Linked DNA regions of Mus musculus: region 1 is linked to region 2. The links are chromatin contacts, called in public HiChIP or PLAC-seq maps. All regions are on one chromosome and are shown on one strand. Each heading gives the region's core, a stretch centred on a gene start, on an enhancer-like site or on the middle of the called end of the contact. The rest is flanking DNA. Distances are from core to core; before and after follow the strand shown.

Region 1 (4,422 bases), core at 1,677-4,176, 160 kb after region 2:
ACCTCAAATTAATAGTTTCTAATTCATAATTGGTTTGTCAGGATATGACTCATTTAAGTTAAAAAACAAAAACAAAACAAAAGAAAATCAAAGGGCACCTGAACTTTGGAGGAAAAGCCCCCCCCCCGACAACCCCCCCCCCCCCACTGAAACTTAGTGTTTTCATTTGAAAACAACTTACAAGAAAATGTTTTTTTTTTAAATTGGGTATTTATTTCATTTACATTTCCAATGCTATCCCAAAGGTCCTCCACTGCTCCCCCACGCACTCCCCCACCCACCCACTCCCACTTCTTGGCCCTGGCGTTCCCTTGTACTGAGGCTTATAAAGTTTGCTTGACCAATGGGCCTCTCTTTCCACTGATGGCCTACTAGGCCATCTTCTGATTCATATGCAGCTAGAGACAAGAGCTCTGGGAGGTACTGGTTAGTTCATAATGTTGTTCCACCTATAGGGTTGCAGATCCCTTTAGCTCCTTGGGTATTTTCTCTAGCTCCTCCATTGGGGGCCTTGTGATCCATCCAATAGCTGACTGTGAGCATCCACTTCTGTGTTTGCCAGGCCCCGGCATAGTCTCACAAGAGACAGCCATATCTGGGTCCTTTCAGCAAAATCTTACTAGTGTATGCAATGGTGTCAGTGTTTGGAAGCTGATTATGGGATGGATCCCCGGATATGGCAGTCTCTAGATGGTCCATCCTTTTGTCTCAGCTCCAAACTTTGTCTCTGTAACTCCTTTCATGGGTGTTTTGTTCCCAATTCTAAGAAGGGGCAAAGTGTCCACACTTTGGTCTTCATTCTTCTTGAGTTTCATGCATTTAGCAAATTGTATCTTATATCTTGGATATTCTAAATTTCTGGGCTAATATCCACTTATCAGTGAGTACATATTGTGTTAGTTCTTTTGTGATTGGGTTACCTCACTTAGCATGATGCCCTCTAGGTCCATCCATTTGCCTAGGAATTTCATAAATTCATTCTTTTTAATAGCTGAGTAGTACTCCATTGTGTAAATGTACCACATGTTCTATATCCATTCCTCTGTTGAGAAAATGTTCTTAATTTATAAAGCAACAACTGAAAATTTTATCAATTTACAATAAAATATATAATACCTTATACTGACTTTTGGGGTGTGGACCCTACTCCTGGTTTGCAGATCTTAGTAATAAGAGTGCTTTAGGCTGTAAATACATATGCATTAGGCAGAAGAGTCCACCATCAGAATGGCCCTCTCCTCATTGCCGGTTGGGTGTGTTTTGTTTAAAGTCTGTTCTTTTCCTGAATGAAGCAAGAGGTTAGTGGTCAGAAACCCATTTCCCAAGTGTATGTGGTGGCATGCATCTGCAATTTCAGCACTCCTGGGACTCAAGGGAGAGAGGTAAAATTGTTCTAGGTCAGCTACATAAAGAGACTTTACCACCACCACCACCAAAAGAAAAAAAACCCTTTCTCCTACCCCTCATCTTCTCTTTCTCTTACATCAGGGTGGTTGAAAGTATGTCTTTGAAAATTTTGAAAGAATGATTCCAATTTTATTTTTGTTCATGTAAATAAAAGTCACTTTTATAAGAACTCTCAGAGTTTTGAGTGTTTTGGTTCTTCCTACCCCCCCCCCCTCCGACTCACCAACCCATCATACTCAGTATTCCTCAACTGTCCTGACCGGTAGCTAATATCTAGAGGGTAAGGAAACAGGCACCTTCTACAGGCATGAAGGAAGTGTAAGAGACAGGAGCTCAACTCATTGCTTTGGATGCTCTGCTGGCTCAAAGTACATTTTGTCTCCTTTCACAGGCAGACAAAGAAAGGATGGAATCCAGAAACATCAAAGTGGTGAACAGTCTTCCTTCAAATACCCACCTCATGTTCAGACATAACTAGGGAGTCAGGCTTGTGCTTTGACTGCCATTGTACTGGTCTCAGAACCATGTCTCTAAAATTTCACCATTCACAAGGCAGAGGCAGGAGGATGGCGAGTTTGAAGAAAACCCGGGCTGCTTAGTGAGACCTGTCTCAAAACCCAACAAGCCAAACAATAAAACTGGATTCCCATGATAGGCACTGGCCACAACTTAAGGTTTAAAGAAGGAAGATGGACACATTTTAAAAGGCTAAAAATTTTAAAGAGTATTCCAAGTGAGCACGAAAGTGTGGCTGGAGAGAACATGTTGGGATGAAAAAGACCACATTCCTGTGTCCGTGTAAGGGCACGGAATAGACTGCGTCAAGACTGCAAACACTTGAGTTTCTCTCAGTAGGTTGCCGTTTTCAGGTGACTCCAGGATCAGCATCAGGTAGTGCTGTCACGATCAGCAGAACAAAGGTCTCATTCTGAATGGTGGCGAACCTATGTAAACGCCCAAGTCTAAGATGGGCCATTTCCCAGTGCCATCTTGTTTTCAGGTTCATTGGAGTTTCTGTGTGTTAGAGGCCACCCTATGTCCTTGCATCACCAAGGGTGCAAACCCAAATGCAGAGTGACCTTGAGCATCCTTCAAATTCCGGGTGGTGCAGCTTCCCGCCCTGCCGTGAGCAAGTCTCTTCTGGAGTTGCAGGTTCTCAGAAAGGCCTTTCCCGAACCCTCCCCTACCTCAAGTCCTCTCCCTACAAACAGCAGGGCCAGGAGGAGCAGCCTTGAGGCTGCCGGGTCTACGCGGGCACTCTAACCGTCGCTACCTCGAGCGGGACGCGCTCCCTCACTGCCCCACCTTCGCGCACACTGTGGGGGGCCACTCCGCCAAAGCAGGTTTGGGATGCCAGCCGCATGGGCCGAGGATGCTCGGTGCCCGCCGCCGATGGGAGGCAGCGTGAGCCCGAAAGAGCCGGGAGGGATCGCGGTGGCAGCGCTCGAGCGCAGCCTCCTCCCGCTCCCACAATGCACAGGGCGGCGGCGGCGGCGGCGGCGGCATCGCGCGCCGCGGAGGAGACAGAGGAGGCTACAGAGACCAGGCCTCTAAGGAGGCGAAGCGGCTGAGGAAACTGAGGGAGCGAGGGGGCGCTGAGGACGCGAGGCGACTGAAGAGACCGCAAGGGCTGTGTGTGTGGACCAGGCGGCTTGGGGAGACTGAGGCGGCGACGGCCGCGGAGGCTGGTACCCGAGTCCCCCGAGCACGCGCCTCGGGCTCACGCGGCCGCCGAGCCCTGGAGGTGATGACTGTCAGGCTCCCGCCCGCCGCTAGCGCCTGACGCGCCCCGCCCCGGCCCGCCCGGGCCCGCCCGCCAGCTTGGCCCGCCCTGCCCGGCCCGGCCCTTCCCCTGCTCCCCGCCCGCCACCGTTTCACCCGCGCGGGCGGCCGCCACGCGAGCTGCGGCCTCCGCCTAGGCGGGGGGCGTCGGCGCTGGGCCCGCCATGGCCGCGTCCGAGCTCTACACCAAGGTAACGCGCGCCGCAGAGCCTTGTCCTGGGGAGGGGTCGCGCGGCCGGGACCGTGGCTGTAGGACCGGCAGGTTCCACCGGACTGCACCCCACTGCCCGGCTGTACCTCCTTGCCCGGCTGTACCTCCCTGCTCTGCCTCCCGAGCCCATTTCGGATGGGATGCTCTTGGGCAGATGCTCGGGCCGCTCTCCCGGGACTCGTGCTTAAAATAACGTCCTGTGCCGGTATGCGCCAGGCAGCAGCCTCTCGGGGAGATTATTTCGGATTCTGCAGTTATGGCCAGTCCGCTTTCACCTTTAGCTGCCGGGTTCTTGCCATTTGCCCTGGGGTGCGGAGCCTGTGGGAAGATGCAGCCCGGAGATGGCGAGCTTATTCTTAGGCTTCTTGGTGCCTGGGAGTTTGCAACCTGCGCGTTATCCCCGAGAGCCTCGTTAGCTCTGTGTCCTCACCCTCCTTTCCGGCGAGCCTTTCCCTTTTGGTCTTCATTTAGGGGAAGTGGCAGCCTTTTCAATCTTAAACCGACGCCCATATTCTCAGGGTCTGGTAATCTCTGAATGGCGTATTTTGGAGAGACTGTTTAGAAAATCTGTGTTGGGCAGTGTGTGGTGTATGCATTCATGGTATCTTATGTTACGGTTTCAATGGATGTTTTGCCAGCTAATGATTATTAAAATTACCTCTAATTCCACTCAACAGAATTGCCTTAACTTTTCAAGTTCATGTTTTTACATTTTTACCAGAATCTCTTTCTTCCCGTCTCTCTCTGTCTCTGCCTTTGTCTCCCTCTCAGGCACGGAGATTGAATGTAAGGGCCTCATGCATACTAGGTAAACCCTTTACAACTGAGCTATATATAGATAGCCCCAGCTTTCTGGACTCTTCTTTTAGCAGTTTGGAATCATCTCTTGCACACGTGACATCAATAAGCCCAGAGCCCAAATTGCAGCCTTGAGGAAAGAAATCTGTACCTTTCCACCCAACTGTGTGACATTTGGCAAACTACATAACCTCTCTGGTTCAGGTTTCTTACTTGTAAATAGA
Region 2 (4,454 bases), core at 106-2,605:
GGCTGGGATGCATGGCAAAACACTGTCTTAATGCTCACCACAGACACACACACCAAAAGCAAGCAAGCTACCAAGTGTCCACTGAAGGACTTAACCTTAATCTAGCTAGGACCTTGGATAGGCACATTTTGCTCACAAAGCAAGAACCCCTTTAACTATGAAGGAGGTGTGTGGCTATTAGGACACATGCTTTCCAACACTGAGCGCCAAGGAGTCCTCGTCAAGCTGGGTTGTGCCAGCCGGGCTGAACTCCAGGGAGGACTAAGCCATAGGTGTGTTTATCATTCCTATCGGTGCTCAGAACAGAACCCAGGGCCCCCCTCGCACACGCTGAGCAAATGCTCCTACCACTGGGCAACACTGCCAGCCCTAAAGTATACTTTAATAATATTGCAGGTGTTGCCTTCCCTGCACAGAGATCCTTCTGTTTCTCATTTTTTTTTTCTACCCTGCCCAGCCAACCTTGTTCTTTCCCTTCATGGAAGTGGAAGGGCGATGGTGCCGAAATGTAAGCCCAAAGTCTCTGCTATGTCCCAAGCTTCTCCCAGAGTGACCTCCATCACCAAGCCTCAAACCAAACAAACAGAAACGGAAACCTATTTAAAGACATCCTTTCTGCCACTCCTAATCCACAGCCTGCTGCTAACTGGTGGAGGGGCATCCCTGCCTGCTCCCAGAGCAACACTGGAATACCCAGCTATTTCTCACCTGCTTCCTAGCAGTGTGGGACACCCAGTCCTCTCTGAGTGAACAGAACCCAGACGGTCTGCGGCTCAAACGTAGGAGATGTGAGGGTAGATTGGGGATTTCTTTTCGCTTGTATTGGTTTTGTTTGAGGCAGTCTCACTATGGAAGCTAAGATGGAACTTAACTAGGCAGCCCGAGATGGCTTCCAATTTTGCCTCTTCCTGCCTGAGCCTCACAGTGAGTGCTAGGATTTCAGGTGTGCTCTACCTCAGCCAAGCACAGATGAGCTTTTTGGAGTTGACTTCATCCGTAGTTTCTTGGTTCCTGTTGAGAACATCCAAGGCCACTGTCTGTGAATCTCAAGGTTTATTCCAAACTGCACAATCCAAGAAGTCAAGGCCAAGTTTATACATTCTCCCTCCTGAGGCTCTCCGGAGGGGTTAAAGGCATAGCTCTGAGGTCTGTGTGGCTGGAGGAACTAAAGACTCTAGAGAGAGACTTCAACTGCCCTCCCACCCTCGGGTGAGTCCTCTGATAATATTAACACAGAGCTTCCTGCTACCTCTGAAGTGGGTCCCTGAACTTGGGAGGCCTGGAACACATGATGCAAACAAGGGTGTGCCTGTCTCTTGCTGCAGAGTGCCTTGCCATAGCTCCGGTGAGTGTGAGAGGATGTGGGTCAGAGGCCTCTCCAGACTGTGGTGCAAGAAGCCTCCTGTAACACAGGTCCTGCCTACACTAGCCAGCCGACTGAGCAGAACTCAGCCACTCACAGAGGCAGCACAGGAGAGCTGTGTGTGTGTGTGTGTGTGTGTGTGTGTGTGTGTGTCCGTCCACAAACACTTTAGTTTGCTCTTCTTTTCTCCCCATGAATCTGGCCCCACTTGTGACTATTAACACCTGCTTTCAGGTCGCCAGAACAAGAATAAAACTGCAGCACAGCCACGCGTACCCTGGTCTTGTCGCCTTCCTTTTAAAGGCTGAAAATTCCAGGGAAAGGGAGAGAAAGTTGGTTTTTAAACTCGGTTCACATTTTAAAAAATAAAAATAAAAACACGTTTCTGGAGTCGAAATAACATCTTTCATAGTTAACCAAATTAACTTGTGCATTTATATCCTCGATACTATATAATTTGCAGTAAATGTTAAAATTTCCCAAATTGTCCCTAAAAATGCTCTTTATAGTGAGATTGTGGGAAGTAGTATCCAGTATAAGACCATACAATGTGCCTGCTTTTTATAGACCTGAAACCTTCATGTCTTTCTCAAGCCACTAAACTCCTCTTAGTCATGTTCTGACTCCTTGAAGACGGGGTCACCTGTCCCAAAGGATGCCAGGTCACTTGGTTGTGTCCAGCACTTTTTCTACTGATTTTCTGCAAGCTGGAAGTTGTATCTCCGTATCCAGATTAAATATTCTGAGGTGTTAGGATTTTAAGCTTTTAGACAGGATCTTATTACCCCACGCTGGGGAAACTCACCATACAGCCAAGGTTGAACTTGAATGTCTGATCCTCCTGCCTCCACCTCCTGAGAGCTAGGATTACAGGTGTGCTTGTTACTCCTGGTTTCTAGTGACGAAGCCTCATCCTCAGCCACTCTAAGAAAAAGTGCTACACAGAAGAGTTGACTTCTGTAAATGATGAACACCTAAGTCACATAGAGTGTCACGCATGCATATACTGCTCAGTGAGACTACATTCATCTTCCTCCTGGGAAACACAGATCCCACTCTGTGTCACACAGAGAGGGGGCTACTTGTAACTGTGTGTAGAATATGGCAATTTGGGAGAAATCTATACAAAAGCTACCAGGATATTTAAAGCCATCACCAAGTGTCCTCCTGCTTTTTCTTTGACTCAGCTCTCTCTCTTTCTCTCTCTGTGTGTGTGTGTGTGTGTGTGTGTGTGTGTGTGTATGTGTGTCATGCCTGCTTGCCTGTCTGCCTGCCTGTCAGTCTGTTGTGTATGTGTGTCCATCTACTTGTGTCTGCTTATATCTATGTGTCTGTGTGTGTATCTATATCTGCCTACTTACCTGTCTGTCAGTCTGTTTGTGTGTGTGTGACTATCTACTTATGTGTGTGTCTGCCTACTTGTGTCTATGTTTCTGTCTTCTTGGAACTGCTTGTGTGTATGTGTGTGTCTGTATGTGTGTGTCTGTGTAGATATTTGTGTGTCTGTCTGCTTGTGTGTCTCTGTGTGTACCTGCTTGTGTGTGTGTATTTGTCTGTGTGTGTCTGCTTTTGTGTGTGTATTTGTCTGTGTGTGTCTGCTTTTGTGTGTGTGTCTGCTTGAGTGTCTCTGTGTGTGTGTGTGTGTGTGTGTGTATTTGTGTATGTGTGCCTGTGTTAGGAGGTGTGCTCATGAACCTTTTTTTTTTTTTTTTTAGTACTGGAGATTGAAACACATGCTAAGATACTAGTCTGCTGTGAGCTACAGCCCCAGCCTTAGGGTCTACTTTTTGACCCTCAGCCTTAACTCTACTCTTAGTATGCTCCTGGGCCAACCTTTCTGGTGACCACAAACCTGTGACAGATCCAGATGGGAGAGAACAAAGATAGGTGAGGCCGGATTCTCCAGGTCTTCAACAGCTATGAATGCCTTTCCTCTTTGGGTGGTGCTGGGGACAAAACCCAGGACCGTGTACACGCTGAGCACACGCTCTGCCACTGAGCCACACACATGGCCTCAATAGCCTCTAATTGAACCTGAAGCTTATTATGAACCCAGTTGGAAACATTTGCCCAGGTTTTAGGGAGCAAACACTCTGTTCTGTGAGCTTGTATCTAATACACATCACCTTAGTGACCTGCTCACGCCACCGAAGCTCAGCACCTTGGAATACAAAGGCTGGAAACCCCCTTTGTTTTCCAGTGTGTGGGGCACGAGCCTCTGACTCATCCTGGAGCCCAGCCAGCCTCTGAGTGCTGCAGGGTGAGCAGGGAACCGGGCAATGCCGGAGTCCCCAAGCACAAGGATCTTCCGACCAAACGAAGCTTCGAAAGCAAACAAATAAATAAAGGGGGTGGAGGCAGGTGCAGGGACACTTGGGACGTACTCACGTCAGCTAAAAGGCAAGGGCAATGCCAGCGGGCGGGCGGGCAGGCGCTGTGCGTGTGCCTGAACGCCTGTAGAACATCTTTGCTTGTGACCTTGGGGGTGACTGTGAGCAAGGTGCTTGTCCTGCCAGCATGAGGACCTGCGTTTGGATCTCTCACAAAAAGCCAACGAGGTGGCCCATGCGTATAAATCCCAGGGCTGGCCAAGCAGAAAGAGTAGGCTCTTTGGGGGCTTGCTTGCTAACCACCTACTTCAGCCTATCCGTGAGCTCCAGGTTTGGTGAACAGCCTCGTCTCAAAGAATCCGCCGAAAGGGCTGGAGAGATGGCTCAGGAGTTAAGAGCACTTGCTGGTCTTCCAAAGGGGTTCAGTTTCTTTCCCCCACATCTGGGTGCTCACAACCTCCTGTGGCTCCAGCTTCAGAGGGTTCGGTGCCCTCTCCTGGCCTCTAAAATTGCTACACCTCTGTCTCTCTGTCTCTCTCTCTTTCTCTCTGACTCACTCTCTCTCTCTCTCTCTCTCTCTCTCTCTGTGTGTGTGTGTGTGTGTGTGTGTGTGTGTGTGTGTGTGTGTGTGTGTGTGTGTTTTAGGAAATGGTCTCTTCTCAACCAAGCTGGCCTTGAACTCACTAACTGACCAAGAATGGCATTGACCTTCCTGCCTTCACCTCTAGAGACTAAACCCGAGGTTTTGTGCAAGCTGGCAA

What was found. HiChIP or PLAC-seq counts read pairs in DNA pulled down with a chosen protein or histone mark.
Region 1: a contact with region 2 is called in an H3K4me3 HiChIP or PLAC-seq map of bone marrow-derived macrophages, with 3 times the contacts expected there. The contact joins the promoter of Myo5a here to the enhancer-like site in region 2. A contact is called at or near these places in 9 of 39 promoter capture datasets (the 3T3-L1 cell line, 3T3-L1-derived adipocytes, the C10 cell line and 3 more), 1 of 15 datasets of contacts at CTCF or cohesin (large pre-B cells), 3 of 484 Hi-C or Micro-C datasets (B cells, embryonic stem cells and erythroblasts), 3 of 115 datasets of contacts at active chromatin or transcription factors (the NIH/3T3 cell line, bone marrow-derived macrophages and pancreatic cancer cells) and 2 of 9 other capture datasets (liver and pancreatic islet).

The regions. Positions count from the first base shown.
Region 1 is chr9:75,068,280-75,072,701 of GRCm38.p6, forward strand. It overlaps Myo5a (myosin VA), which reads left to right and starts at 2,927. Exons shown (of 41, transcript NM_010864.2): 1 at 2,927-3,380. The coding sequence starts at 3,354.
Region 2 is chr9:74,905,831-74,910,284 of GRCm38.p6, forward strand. No RefSeq gene overlaps it. Among named protein-coding and RNA genes, the nearest start is that of Gm38678, 42 kb to the left of the region's middle. Within about 2 kb of position 1,356, at least 52 of the 459 cell types and tissues checked have an H3K27ac peak or open chromatin away from gene starts, as enhancers often do. A contact at or near this core is called in 3T3-L1-derived adipocytes, bone marrow-derived macrophages and pancreatic cancer cells, where this site is marked.